Linked DNA regions of Sus scrofa: regions 2 and 3 are each linked to region 1. The links are chromatin contacts, called in public Hi-C and HiChIP or PLAC-seq maps. All regions are on one chromosome and are shown on one strand. Each heading gives the region's core, a stretch centred on a gene start, on an enhancer-like site or on the middle of the called end of the contact. The rest is flanking DNA. Distances are from core to core; before and after follow the strand shown. Region 1 holds the start of AFF1 (AF4/FMR2 family member 1). Region 2 overlaps AFF1 (AF4/FMR2 family member 1). Region 3 overlaps AFF1 (AF4/FMR2 family member 1).

Evidence for each region. A called contact is a pair of places that touch in the nucleus more often than the background predicts. HiChIP or PLAC-seq counts read pairs in DNA pulled down with a chosen protein or histone mark.
Region 2: a contact with region 1 is called in an H3K27ac HiChIP or PLAC-seq map of skeletal muscle. The contact joins the enhancer-like site here to the promoter of AFF1 in region 1. A contact is called at or near these places in 8 of 47 Hi-C or Micro-C datasets (alveolar macrophages, blood, embryonic fibroblasts and 4 more) and 2 of 2 datasets of contacts at active chromatin or transcription factors (alveolar macrophages and skeletal muscle).
Region 3: a Hi-C map of embryonic fibroblasts shows a contact between it and region 1, with 2.7 times the contacts expected there. The contact joins the enhancer-like site here to the promoter of AFF1 in region 1. A contact is called at or near these places in 6 of 47 Hi-C or Micro-C datasets (embryonic fibroblasts, epiblast stem cells, heart right ventricle and 2 more) and 2 of 2 datasets of contacts at active chromatin or transcription factors (alveolar macrophages and skeletal muscle).

Annotation. Positions count from the first base shown.
Region 1 is chr8:131,922,264-131,926,666 of Sscrofa11.1, reverse strand. AFF1 (AF4/FMR2 family member 1) reads left to right here and starts at 1,853. Exons shown (of 21, transcript XM_021101783.1): 1 at 1,853-2,111.
Region 2 is chr8:131,828,099-131,832,184 of Sscrofa11.1, reverse strand. The region is part of intron 2 of AFF1 (AF4/FMR2 family member 1); the gene reads left to right. Among named protein-coding and RNA genes, the nearest start is that of AFF1, 95 kb to the left of the region's middle. Within about 2 kb of position 2,019, at least 13 of the 83 cell types and tissues checked have an H3K27ac peak or open chromatin away from gene starts, as enhancers often do. A contact at or near this core is called in liver and skeletal muscle, where this site is marked.
Region 3 is chr8:131,807,348-131,811,900 of Sscrofa11.1, reverse strand. The region is part of intron 4 of AFF1 (AF4/FMR2 family member 1); the gene reads left to right. Among named protein-coding and RNA genes, the nearest start is that of AFF1, 120 kb to the left of the region's middle. Within about 2 kb of position 1,715, at least 18 of the 83 cell types and tissues checked have an H3K27ac peak or open chromatin away from gene starts, as enhancers often do. A contact at or near this core is called in embryonic fibroblasts, where this site is marked.

The DNA of each region.
Region 1 (4,403 bases), core at 604-3,103:
ATAAATGGAATGAACTCTTCTCTGAAACAAAGCTAAATTATCTCCAACAAAAAACTTTTGCACAATTACATCCCTCAGCTCCAAAAGCAGTAAAATAAAATGATCCAACTTTCACTGTCAACATCATTTACTAAGTTGACTACAGCTTGAAGGCAGTAGGAGATATTATGGGATTAAGAACACAACAAAGGAAAACGTTTTAGACAGGAGTAGTAAAAACTTTCAGATTATAAATTATGACTAGGCTTATATATAATTGACAATGAAATGTGTTTATGCCATCTCAAAAAGATGAAAATATGTGTTATGATTAGAATAGGTGTCAATCCTGTTAGGAACATTTACCTGCACAAACACGGGTCCTCAGGTGTGACTGCTTTCCCACCCAGCCCGGAAAAGACCTCCTTAGCTCTCATCCAGAGGCACACCAAGCCTCACCAGGGGCGCATAGATTATTTTCGCTGTTAAGGTCAATCCAATCAGTATCATCATGGGGGCATAGGGAGTAGGGAGAAAAGTTATATTTTGGAAAACAATCCATGGGAAATTATCAAGCAGCCAAGTTTAGTTTGGAAATGCAAATATCTGTCACTTAGTTTTCAAACCCTGTGCAAGCAGACAGTGAAGGCGTGATGAGGGGGAAAAGCAACAGCAACAATCACAAAAAAGAAAAGAAAGAAAGAGAAATGGAGAAGAGAGAGGCTATGAAAGGGAATTCTTTTTCGTAGTCTGTCTTAGGGGATTTATTGTCACTGAGTTTTTTTTAATTTTTAAATGGAAGTAGAGTTGATTTACCGTGTGTTAATTTCTGTTGTGCAGCAAAGCGATTCAGTTATATGTATACACATTCTTTTTCATATTCTTTTCCCTATGGTTTATCTCAGGATATTGAATATAGTTCCCTGAGCTATGTAGTAGGCCCTTGTTCCTTATCCGAAGGGGGTTATTTTCATACACGGTACTAATTTGCATTTACATCATGTTACGTTTGAGTAAGGTGATTTCTTTCATCCAAATTATTTCACCCATTTAAAACTATTAAGATACTGGGGAAAAGCCTGTCAGGGCCATTTGATGTAATCTTTCCGCCTCTCCTTCAGGCAGGAAGGTGCGATGACGCAGAGAACTCAGCATGTGTTCTTTCCTTGGTGTGTTCACAAAAGGGATCCGGTAGCAACTTAACCAGACATGAGCTTTCCCTTCGTTTGGATCTGTTTGCCAAAGCCCCAGTACCCACTGGAATTTTCTGGGGTTGGGCTGCTGGAGAACAACCACCGAAAGGCTGGATGCAGGAGACCGGTTTCCCGTGCCACTTTGAAGCTTGTGACACTGGGCACAATACTTATTTTCGGCTCTTCGGTTTCAGTATTTGGGAAAGGGCAGCAATAATATGTCTGTTTTATTAGGTTGTTGTGAAGATGAGACAGGCCTGTGTGTGAGTGAAAAGCCCTTTATAAACCGTAAAACCCTCTCCAGATGTTGGCTATCATCGCCTTTAAAGGACGCAGAATCTGTTTCAATTGCATAGGAGACTGCAAAAAGACTCCTTGACACTTTTAGTCACAACTTGACCCGAAGCTTAATCTCGCTGTAAATCGAAAGGGTTCTTGCGCCCCAAACCAGCCCGGGACAGGGTCACCCAGGCCGCCGGAGCGGTCCCTGCGGTATTCCACCCGGAGAGACGGCTCGCCCTCCACCTCCCACTGGTCTCCCGGGGAGGGCCGCGCCGCTCCTTTCCGTCTGGGCGGTGCCAGCTGGAGGGCGTGGCCCGGGCGGAGCGGAGGCGCGCTGGGGGCGTGGCCTCCACGGGAGGGCGTGGCCTCGCCTCCCCGGCGTTCCTGGGCCGCCCGCAAGCCCGGCTTGCCTGCCAGCTAGCGGACGGGCGCGCGGCTCCTGCGCACTCGGCCTCCGCCTGCGCGCGTCGCTGGCACAGCTGCGTTCTCGCCTCCGCGGCTGGGAGTGGGGTCCGGCGCGAGCCGCCGCTCAGCTTCGGGAGCACACACTCCCCGGCGCTCTCCGCACCAGCGCCCCTTCCCGACCACATCAGGTCCGGGGCGGGCGAGGGCGGCGAGGGCGCACGACCCGAGACTGCAGGACTAAGGGTCTAGAAGGTAAGCAGAACCCTGCGCCCCCCGGGCTGGGGAGGGGGTGGGTCATCCTGGCCCGAACGCCGCGGCCTCTGACTTCTGGGAAGCCCAAGCTCTCTTCCTCCTCGCTGCCGGCTTCCCAGCACGCTGACTCAAGTCGCTGGCGTTCCCACTTTTCCGGTGGGAACCTTCGGGGAGAACGGGCGAAGGAGACGCAGAGCTCGCACCACCCTTACTTAGAAATCTCCAGCAGGTAGCATCTAGAAAAACTGGGGAGGGAAACACAGGCAGAGACCTATCCTCCTCCCCCTCTCCCACTCCCCAAAATCAACCATCTGCCTGTGCGCCCCGAGTCTTGAGGAAAGATGTTCGGTTGTTGTAACCTGGTCCCCGGGTTGCATAATGGAAGAGTCCCAGAAGTTTCTCTGGGAGGTAAAAGCAGGGCTTTTCTCTCCTCCATTCCGCCCCCCCCGTCACCCCTCCCCCCTGCGTCTAGTAGAGAGAGATTAGTGGTGCCAGTCCCTTCAAATGGTGGTTGGGATGGAGGTGTGTCTGGTGGTCCGCAGCCTCCGGAAACGGAGGGCAAAAGTTGGAGACACCTTCTGAGACTTGCTCCTGGCGCAGAGGGAAACGGCGTCTGCAGAACATGGATCTGGTTAATTTCCCTTGAGGATCGTTTGTTCTTGGTGTCTGATCCTCTCACTGCCTGCGGCACACGAGCCCTCGGACTTTGCGAGCGCCGGGGTCGGCGAATTACGTGGGGGAAGCGAGTTATAGGAAGCGTACTTTAACGTGTTGGTAGTTAGGTTAATGAAGCTGCGAGGGACCTTCCGGGGTCTTGATACTTTCCTCCTAGGTTAGTCTTGTAGCAGTTTCCTTACACGGCCCCCACATTGTTATGCAAATTGTCCCTGGAAGACCCTTGGCTTTGGAAGTGGAGATGTGTCCTAATCTTCCGGGAGCCCTTCTCTGTTGGGGGGTGGAGTGGGGGTGGGGAAGGCCTTGCAGACGAAGTTTTGTTTTTTTAAGGATGGGGTGCGGTCATTTTAACCCTGTTGGTGCACGTTGGAGGCGCGGGTGGGCATGGGGGATGACATACCGTCGAGAAACGCGACCAGATTTGAAACTTTAAAGGCGAAGCCATACGTGAAGGCGAAGACCCAGTGTTCCTTGAAACGGGTGCAAGGTAAAAGGGCTCAGGAACTGAGCCACAGAAACCTTGGGCAAGGACCTGGCCTGAGAATTTGTTCGGGGGGGGTGTTGCTTGTGCAAGATTATTTTAGAGCAAGGTCATGCAGAGGTGGTAGAAGGTAGGGGCGGTGCTGAGACACCTCTGCCTGACCTACGTGGTGTCAGACTCCCGGTGGAGGTAGAAGTCTCAGAAAAGCCGGGGGGGGGGGGGGAGACCTTTGGACTCAGGAGTCTAATTCTGCTCGGAGGCTTAAGAATACCTAGGCATGGCCCTGTTTCAATGTTTACTTCCTCTGTCTAATGTATTTCCTTAGCTCGCCTTTCATCTTTAGTGGAAAGGGTTCCTTGAGTGGATGTTCTGGAAATAAATTCACAGGAGAGTTGAAAATTCTGGGTCGTTCGCCTGCTTTCATTTGAAGGTGGTGTCTCTTAACCAGTGTCAGAAAGTAGAATTTGAAGATAAGTATGCAGAAGAGGAATGGAGAGAAGGAAGGGATTATGTCCCAGGCGAATGCAAGGAGTGGGGAGAGGAGGCAGAGGATAACTAGTATTTAAAACTGGGAAGCTTCATTTGAATTCAGCTAATTTAGGAGAGGAGGAACCAAAGAAAGGATTTGGGACAGATTTGGTCACTTTAAAACAAAGAGGTATTGAAGAGTGGGACATAAATCTTAAAAAAAAAAAAAGTTTAGATATTGAGGACACCCCCCCCTTTTTCTAAATGGAATTTACAGGGATGATGAGGCTGGGATGTGGAGCTGGAGGTGTGTTATGGTGAATTCTTTGCTTTCCATTTGCAGGGAGAAAATGAACTCTTGCATAAGAGAGTTCATATGTCTTATTCATTCACTGTAGCAATTGAATTTCTGTTGTTTATTTGGCATTTGCTTAACTCTTCAACTTTGTAAAAATGCAATTTTGAAGACTCCAAAGTGTTAATTTACAATACAGAAACCATCAAGAGACTGAAAATTTATGGCAAGAGTTAAAGCCCAGGTGGTTTTCAGCATTGCTCTCTCTTGCAAGATGCAGAATCCACATGCGGTTTTTGCCACCAGAAGTCACTGTTTCACTGTGGGGTTATAAGATAGTTAGACGACATCAAAATTGGCTTCCTCTTCTGTT
Region 2 (4,086 bases), core at 770-3,269, 95 kb after region 1:
CGTGAGCTGTGGGTTGCAGATGTGGCTCGGATCCCGCATTGCTCTGGTTGTGTAGGCCGGTGGCTACAGCTCTGATTCAAACCCTAGACTGGGAACTTCCACATGCCGCTGGTGCGGCCCTAGAAAAGACGGAAAGAGCCAAAAAACAAAAACAAAAACAAAACTGAATGTTAAAGTGAGAAACTCCCTAAACCACCACTCTGCCACCTCGCCGTTCCCCGCAGTCTAGTGCTTTCTTGATGGATTTTGTAAAGTGCATCCTTTCAGATCTTTGCTGCACATTAATGGGCCTCTTGGAAGCACGCGGCAGATTCTCTTGGAAGGTCGATCAGCGCATCTCTCATTAGAATTGAAGTGATTCACTTTGATTCCCCACGTTTGCCCCGGGTGGAGGCCCATCTCAGTTTAAAACTCTTAGTGTGCCTTTAAGGTCTATAAAATGTCTTAAACGCTGATTTAATTTTGCAGCATGTGGAGTCACAGGCAGCCGTTTCCGTGGGGTAACGCGGCTGCACGCCTGTGTCACAAGCAGGAGTCTCGGGGAGCGCTGTTTGTTTGCCATGATCCCCGGGGGGTCCTCCAGGAAAACCACTGTGACAAAATGCTATTTTGTCATGCTGCTCGGCTGATACTGAGTCTTTACATACAATCAGGTTTGTTTAGGATTAAGTCTCGATTTTTTTTTCTTTGTATTTACTGTGTGTGTTCAGTGGCGGGGGAGGCAGGGAAGGAAACATACTTGAAAGATGTAGCGCGGTGATTTTTCTTAGGAGAAAGCCTGTTGGGAATTCTTGCATGTGCATGAAGTGGGAGAGGAGACCATTCCCCGTTCTTTGAAGCAACACTTCGTTTGCCTTCACACAGGCACTTGGCTTTCTCACTTTAAAATGGACTTAGAAGTGTCACCGTTTCATGGCCAAAACTTTTTTGTGCTTTGAAGCATATCGACTCTTTTTTTCCCCATAAAGCCAATGCGCAACGTGTAATCTGATTCCTGGGCTGTATGTAGGATGAGAGGACCTGGACACAAAGGGCCAGAAGATGGACTTAAAAAGTCAACAGGGGTGGCTCCCAAACTGAAAAAGTCACTTGCACATTGAGTAAGCGCCCAAGCCTGCTGTCCCCTGGCCTCCGTCACTTGGTGGCCCATACATCACCACTCTCTGAGCCAGAGTTGCCTCTCTTTTGTGAACAGACTTGTGAGTTTTATGTTTCTCCCTGTCCTTTGTACGTTCCAATCAGAATGGCATTGTGCTTCTACAAGAGGGAAGAGACTCGTTCTTTTCGAGAATTCATGCACCCCGTTGATTTCAGGATTTCCCCCCTCCTTCCTATCACACGTCTCGTCCAGACCCTCGAAGATAAATACCCAGGAGACATTGCCCTCTGTCCTCCAAGGGAGAATTAAACTTTTAAACGGGAGTCGGTCACATCCGTCAGAGGAAGGCCTGTGCGAAGTGACCGGTCAAGGGTGATAAATGGGTAGTCAGCTGTGCACAGCCTGCCCCTTGGGCCGAGTTGCCATGGAAGCGCCCGGTGGCATTCCGAGATCCTGCATGGCTAACCTAGATTAGCGCAGGGCCCGTGGGCTCAGCCCGGGGAAGGTGCTTACAGCCGGATGAGAGCAGAGCCAGCGCGCCCGCGTCCTGAGTGCCCCCTTCACGAATGTGCTTTCCTGTTCAGTGCAGGGGGGAGAGAAAAGGGAGGTCACTCTCACAGATCCTTGCCGAGCTCTGATTTCTTCATTTTATCACTATGTTTCAACACGAGGGCCCATGACCCTGAGGAGAAGCCTTCGAAAAGTGGGCAGTAAATGTGCCCAGACAGGCCCCGGCGTGGGGCTGCCTGGAGGATTGCTCGGGGGCTGGCTGGGCAGCCCTGGGGGCCACGGCAGCATCACCTTCTCTCTGAACATGATTGAAAGGGGTGGGATTCTGGCAGGGAAACGCAGCCCACCTGAGTGATGGCTAGTGCGTCTCAATGTCACCGCCCTCTCCCTGGGCACTGGACCTTAAAGCCTGTGGTTTCCTCCGACGGTCTTTCTGGTTCACTTAATTTTAAAAGAACATGTGGTAGAGGCGGAGGTTGGGTGCGTTTTTCGGAGCTCTCTTTGGAGGCTTGGCTCCTGCAAAGTGCAGTTCCTCCTGATTTAAAATAGTTTCGCAGACTCTTGGTGGAACTAGGGATGTCTGCTGGGTGGTCAGACTTTGCACCCTCTGCCCAGGGGCCCTTCCGCACGTGGGCTTGTTTCTGTATGCAGTTGGCTGCTTCAAACCACCATGTGACTTGTGTCTGCCCCCCAGGTGGGGACGCGGGGCTGACCAGAAAGCTGGCACTGAGGCCCTAGGAACAGGGCCGGGGTCAGCCGGCCAGAAGTTAATGGGAAAAGAGCCCAACCCGGGACACATAATGGCTACTTCGGTGCAAGTTTATTTACAGCCTGTTCCTGAAAGAAATGAAAGTGAAGAGCCCCTTGGCACGTTAAGAGATGACTTGCGAATCCAGAGATGATTATGGGGTCAGTGACCTCAAATCCATACACTTAAAAAAGGCTCTAAAGTAAGAATTGTAGCTTGAAGAGCAACTTCATGCACAGGGCCCTCTGTTGAGTCCCTAGGCAGGGGCAGACCCTTGCGGATGCATTTAACCAGCCGTGTAGTTTATGGCTCTGAGATGCTCCGCTGGCAGGGATAATACCTGAATTGTCGATGGGTGCCTCTTGGAGACAACGGATTATAAGGAATTATGAGCACACTTTAGCCTGCTTTCTGCATCTGCCCTGTTGAACATAGCCTGAAAGTGGTTCTGGCCGACCTGCGGTTCAGAACCCAAGCTTTGGTGCCAGGCAGACCTGCATTTGAATTTTCAGGCCTACCGTTTAATAGCAAGTTAATCTCTGAGCCTCGTTTTTAGGCTGGGAAATGGGGTTAATACTCACCCTCTCACAGAGCACTTGCGAGTCTTAACTAGGAAACGGATGCCCTGTCTGTCCCTAAAGCAGTGCCCACTGATGAGCAGGCGCCAAGGGGTGGTGGTCCTTGGCCCTGCTGCCTCCATCACTGCTGTTGTTTTTGGGTAAGCCTAAAGAAACCCATGCAGGCCCCAAAGCCTGTGCTCCCCTGTGCTCTTTAGAACCCCCTAGAAACTTGTTCAACATGCGTATCTCAGATGCCACCCCAGACTGACTGAATCAGAAACTCCGGGGGTGGGTCTCTGCGATCTGTGTTGGAACAAGTCCTGCAGGTGCTTTCTGATGCTCACCTAAGTTTGAGAACCGCTTATCTGATGCCAAGGGCCGCGTCGGGGCGGTGGGGAGAACTCGGGCCGGCGTCCCTTGGTGTCTCCACGGGATTGGTTCTAGGACCCCCGCCAACACTGAAGTCCACAGGTGCTCAAGTCCCTGGTACAGCCTCGTCTCCAGATCCAGAGGCCCAAGGATAACTCACTCCACGTGACCAGGGACAGAGCCTGACAAGGCTCGTGTTGGGGTGAAGGATGCGTTCCCCCCACCCCCCACCGCCCCTTCGTCCCGGAGAAGAAACTGCCACCTTTAATTAAGTGAAGTGGTAGTCAACTTGTAATTATTCAAGGGTAATTACAGAGTTTATGAATCGCGTAGGAGGTTTACTGCTTCCTAACACCCCCTCATTTAAAATTCTTCCATCCACCCCCTCCTTGCTTGCACCTTGGTTTAAAAACAATGATGTGTAAGAGGCTGAACAAGGGTTTACTCATGCTACTAATTGTGTTAAGGTTGTTTTAAATTTAAACTCTCCTCCCCCCCATTTCAAAGTGGAACCTAGAAAACGTACTTAGGCAAAAATTTGCCTGATAGTTTTAACAAACCATTCCTTAGGCCATTGCAAACTTCATGATAAGTAAAAGCCAAATAAATCAGGAAGCTACCCAACACCACTGGCAAGACCCTGTTTGTTGCAAGAATGTGGGCACCCCTGAGGAATGAGGGCTCACAGCTTATCCCCTGTTGTCCTGGAACCTGGATGGGTCACTTCCTGTCTCCCCTGCCCTTCTCTGCCCGCCCAGGAGCCTCGGTGGGAGAGGCCCCACAGACAGCGCGTGGGGGAG
Region 3 (4,553 bases), core at 466-2,965, 110 kb after region 1:
TTGAACTTTTGGTCACTCTTAAACTCTCACGACTTCCTTCTAACCTGTCTTCCTGCCTTTTTCCTTCATACTGTTCCGCAAGAGAAGTATAACATGAAAACCAGGCCAAGTTAGCCTAGTTAAAGATGCCTCAGGATAAAAATCTCCAAGTGCCTTCTTACCTGTCTCTGCAGGCTTGGGCTGTGACCCCTCTGCGGTTGCCTCCAACCCACAGTCCCCCCCTCCCCCCCCCCCCGTTTTGCTTTCGAGGGCCGCCCCTGCGGCATATGGAAGGTCCCAGGCTAGGGGTCAACTCAGAGCTGCAGCTGCTGGCCGCAGCCACAGCAATGCCAGATCCGAGCCACATCTGTGACCTCTACACCACAGCTCACGGCAATGCCAGATCCTTAACCCACTGAGTGAGGCCACAGATTGAACCCACCTCTTTGTGGGTGCTAGTTGGGTTCATTACCGCTGAGCCACGACCGGAACTCCAGACCCGGAGCCTTCAGAGAGGATCTCCTGTGCCCTCACCTCCGGTCTCAGCACTTCTCCGGCATCCTCTGTGTGTTCCTCCAGATGGCAAACCCTTTGAGGATGTGGAGCCTTTGTCCCCTGTGCTTGTCCATCCTCTAGCTCGAGTGAGGAGGGGGGCAAAAGGGTGCTATTTCCTACACTGTGCTCTGCCCCAGAGTTCTTAGCCACTGCGCTGTGATCCAGAGTCTCAAAGATCATCTCTTACAAGTGTTTGTTGGAGCAGAGGGGGAAAAACAGGTTGATGCTTTCTGAATTTCTATCTTGGGACACTTAGATGGGAAGCAGGTACTAAGGTCAGCAGTTGCGGGGGGAATTGTTTGACTTAGCATCTTTCAGCCCAAGTATTTCGCAGGTCACTTTAGGCATTCTTGTATGTGGATTTGAAAATAAGCAGCCTAATCCAATTACTCTGTGTTCTTAGTAGAGTTCCAGGCCTAAATTGCGGCGCTTTTTTTTTTTTTTTTTCAGTATTGAGTTTAGAGATGAATCAGGTGGTTTTATGTACTATAAAAATGGGAGAATAATGATCTTTATGCATGTGTATATAGGTGCTTTCCTCTCTATTAAATTAGATACCAGATTTCCTTTAGTATATTTTGGGTTATGGGGTTTTTGAAAAAAGGTATCAGTCGCCCTTATAATAAAATTGCTGTTTCTCTCCAAGGAGTCTCCATTTTAAATACTTTGCCATTGAATGATTCACATTTTTGGGAACGAGCCAACAATTTTGGGTAGAGTCATTAACTCCTCTGGACCACTTGGGTATCATTAATTGGTATCCTGGTAACTTAAGAATTATTGACCCTGAAAATGCCCAACTGGCAACCTGGGTTTAATTTTCTAGTAAGATTAATTATCTTGCAGTCAAGAATAAAACAGAAACACCAGGGTCCTTTGTGTCCCGCATGTCCTTTCAGGATGCCAGTGAACTTGTTGCTAAGACGAGGGAAAACATTGGTGTGTTGTTCGAACCTAATTGGGCCCTTTATTATGTTCTGACTCACCTGCAGTTCACAGATTTATTCCGTGCAAGTCATATAAAATAACTGTGGTTTGTTCGGCCTCCTTGGTTCGTGTTTCTCGAGATCTGTCAGGCCGCCTCTGCCAGTCCCAGGCTTTGGCAGGAGCTTGTACAGCCAAGAGGGGGGACCATCCCGGGTCGGCCGTGAGGCCGTCTCATGCGTTGGCCCCTCAGGCAGAGGCCTTTTCGCCTTCTTTCGGGGAAGGGAAGCTGTCCAGTCTGTAGATGGGGCTGTGCTTAGCATAAAAAGAGACTTTTCTAAGTGGGCATGTTTCCCAATCTTGTCTTCCCTCTCTTGGGAGAGAAGGACACATTAAAGCCAACACAGGCGGACGCTCACACAGAGGGGCAGTGTCTTGTGCGGTGTGTTGATTGGATTTAGTTGCAAGATCTGAAAATCAGTAGATTTCACATTGAAATCTGAATTTTAATTTTTTTTCTTCCTTAAAATACAGGAAGCATTGGCAACCTAGGACTTGCATTCCTGCAAGACAGTAGTTGGCTGGCCCCTTGGGGTGTGCTCTCAGCCCACCTATGCCAACCTGTCACCTGCCTGAGCCCCGTAAGGGATGCTGTTCTCTCCCCCAGCATCTCCAGCCCTGGGAACCAAGGGCTGAGAAGCTAGACGTGCAGAGGACATCTTTTTGGAAGGATTTTATAACACAACATGTCTGATGATAGCCGGTAAAGAGAGGTTGATTTTCAGAGTTTTAAATGAAAGTGTATAAAGTAGGTCCTACTGGCTTCTTTATCTTTTTGCTCTTGTTTCCAAATGTGAAGATGTTTTCCTGTAAACCTTTAAATGTGTGATTCAGACCTTTGTTCATATTTTAGTTGGAAAAACCCCTCAGTGTTAATCTACTTGACAGCTCTTTCCCAAAACCATGGAATATGGGTTCTTAGCCTCCTTGTCACCGAGTAAAAATGTGCCTGCTTAGCTTTTTTGTTTTCTTCTGTGTCTGGGGAAGGGGGGTAGGTTGTCATTACGTTCTTTGCCATTCTAAAATATTATGGTTCTTTAAAAAAAAAAAGGATTTGAATTCCAGCAGTTGAACGCCTGACGCTGTTTCCTATACCAAGTCCATTAGCCTATCCTTAAATACTTTTTATTCTAAATTACCTTTCTTGTTTTTATAGTGAATAATAGGAAGTTGGTTTTCAACGCCCATTCAGCCACCAGGAGCTGCTTTCCTTCCTTTGATCTTAGCAACGTCTGTATGTTTTTGTTTTTGTGCTGGGAACAGCCTTCATTGGTTGCAGCAGGGAGGGAGGATGCAACCTCTCTGGCTCCTGCGGGGAGGGGCTCCGGAGACTCCAGCACACGCCCCCCCCCCCCCAAGAGCTGATCTTAGCAATGCTGATCCTGTAGTTAATACAGACAACTCTTGTTTAAGTTTCTTGTTTTTCCTTTTTTTGGCTTTTTAGGGCTGCACCTGTTGCATATGGAGGTTCCCAGGCTAGGGGTCGAATCAGAGCTGTAGTCGGCGCCCTACACCACAGCCACACCAGATCCAAGCCTGGCCTGTGACCTACACCACAGCTCAATGCAACTCTGGATCCTTAACCCACTGAGTGAGGCCAGGGATCAAACCTTCATCCTCATGGATCCTCGTTGGTTTCGTTCACCGCTGAGCCACGAAGGGAACGCCTCATGTTTAAGTTTCTGTGGGTTATGGGACATGCAGTTAAGAGCATGGATTTTGGATGAACGAAGACTTGGGTTTGAATCTTGTCTTACCTTGAATTAGCCGTTAGACCATAGGCAAGTTACTTAAAAATTACTGCTCACACCTCACGTTCTTATCTGTTAAATGGAAACAGTAGCAGATTCGTTCTCTAGGTAGTTTTCAGCTTTAAATAAGCAGACGTGAAAGCCTTAGGTCAGTGGCTGGCGTGTAGTAAGTGATGATAAGTAGCATCTGCCACCCATCCTTGTCATTCCTTTACATCATCCACGCCATTCTTTTGACCCCATCTGCATGATGCCTGAATGGAGCGGATGCATCTCCTTGCCTTGGCTTAGAACCTGAAATTTGAGTAGTTGAAAAGTTTTGAATACTGACGTTTTAAGGAGATACTAAGTGGGAGTGGCGTTCATATTTCTTTCTCTTTTTTTTTGGCTTTTCTAGGGCTGCACCCTCGGCATATGGAGGCTCCCAGGCTAGGGGTCTAACGGGAGCTGTAGCTGCCGGTCTGTGCCACAGCCACAGCCACGCTGGATCCGAGCCTTGTCTGCAACCTACACCGCAGCCCACGGCAACGCTGGGTCCGAGCCTTGTCTGCAACCTACACCGCAGCCCACGGCAACGCTGGGTCCGAGCCTTGTCTGCAACCTACACCGCAGCCCACGGCAACGCTGGGTCCTTAACCCACTGATGGAGGCCAGGGATGGAACCCGCGACCTCTTGGTTCCTAGTCGGGTCTGTTCGCCGCTGCGCCACCGCGGGAACTCCCTGGAGTTAATATTGCCGATGCCTCACACTGTGGAGCCAGGACGTCTGGGCTCCTTTTGCTCCACGTTTAAGTGGACAGGTCCACCTGAACCGCAGGGTGGCTGTGAACATGAAATGGAACTGTTTGCCTAGGCTCGAGCGGACCAGGGTATCCTGCCTTCCCTGGACAGTAAAAGCAGATTTACACTGTGAAAAAAGCGTGTATCACCCGTCTTTGTGTTGTCTTTATTGATTTTACAGCTCTATTTAGGCGTCACCAGGGTCTTCAGCAGGGTCCTCATGTTTTGGGTTGGTTGCTGGTGGTTCTCAGTTGTTTTGGGGACGTACTGAACGTCTGTGTCATGGGTTTAATTTTGAAAATATGCTGCTTTTTAAAATGAGACTTGAATAAATGTTGCGTGGCCCTAATATTCAATACCTGCTATATTTCATCCAGAATGCTATTCATTGTTAGAACTAGAGGTGGTTTTCAGTTGTATTGCGGCATCATGAAACATATGGAAAAAGATTGTACTGACCTGCCCATGGTAGGCTGTTCATTTTGTTAAGAGCGTTAATTTTCT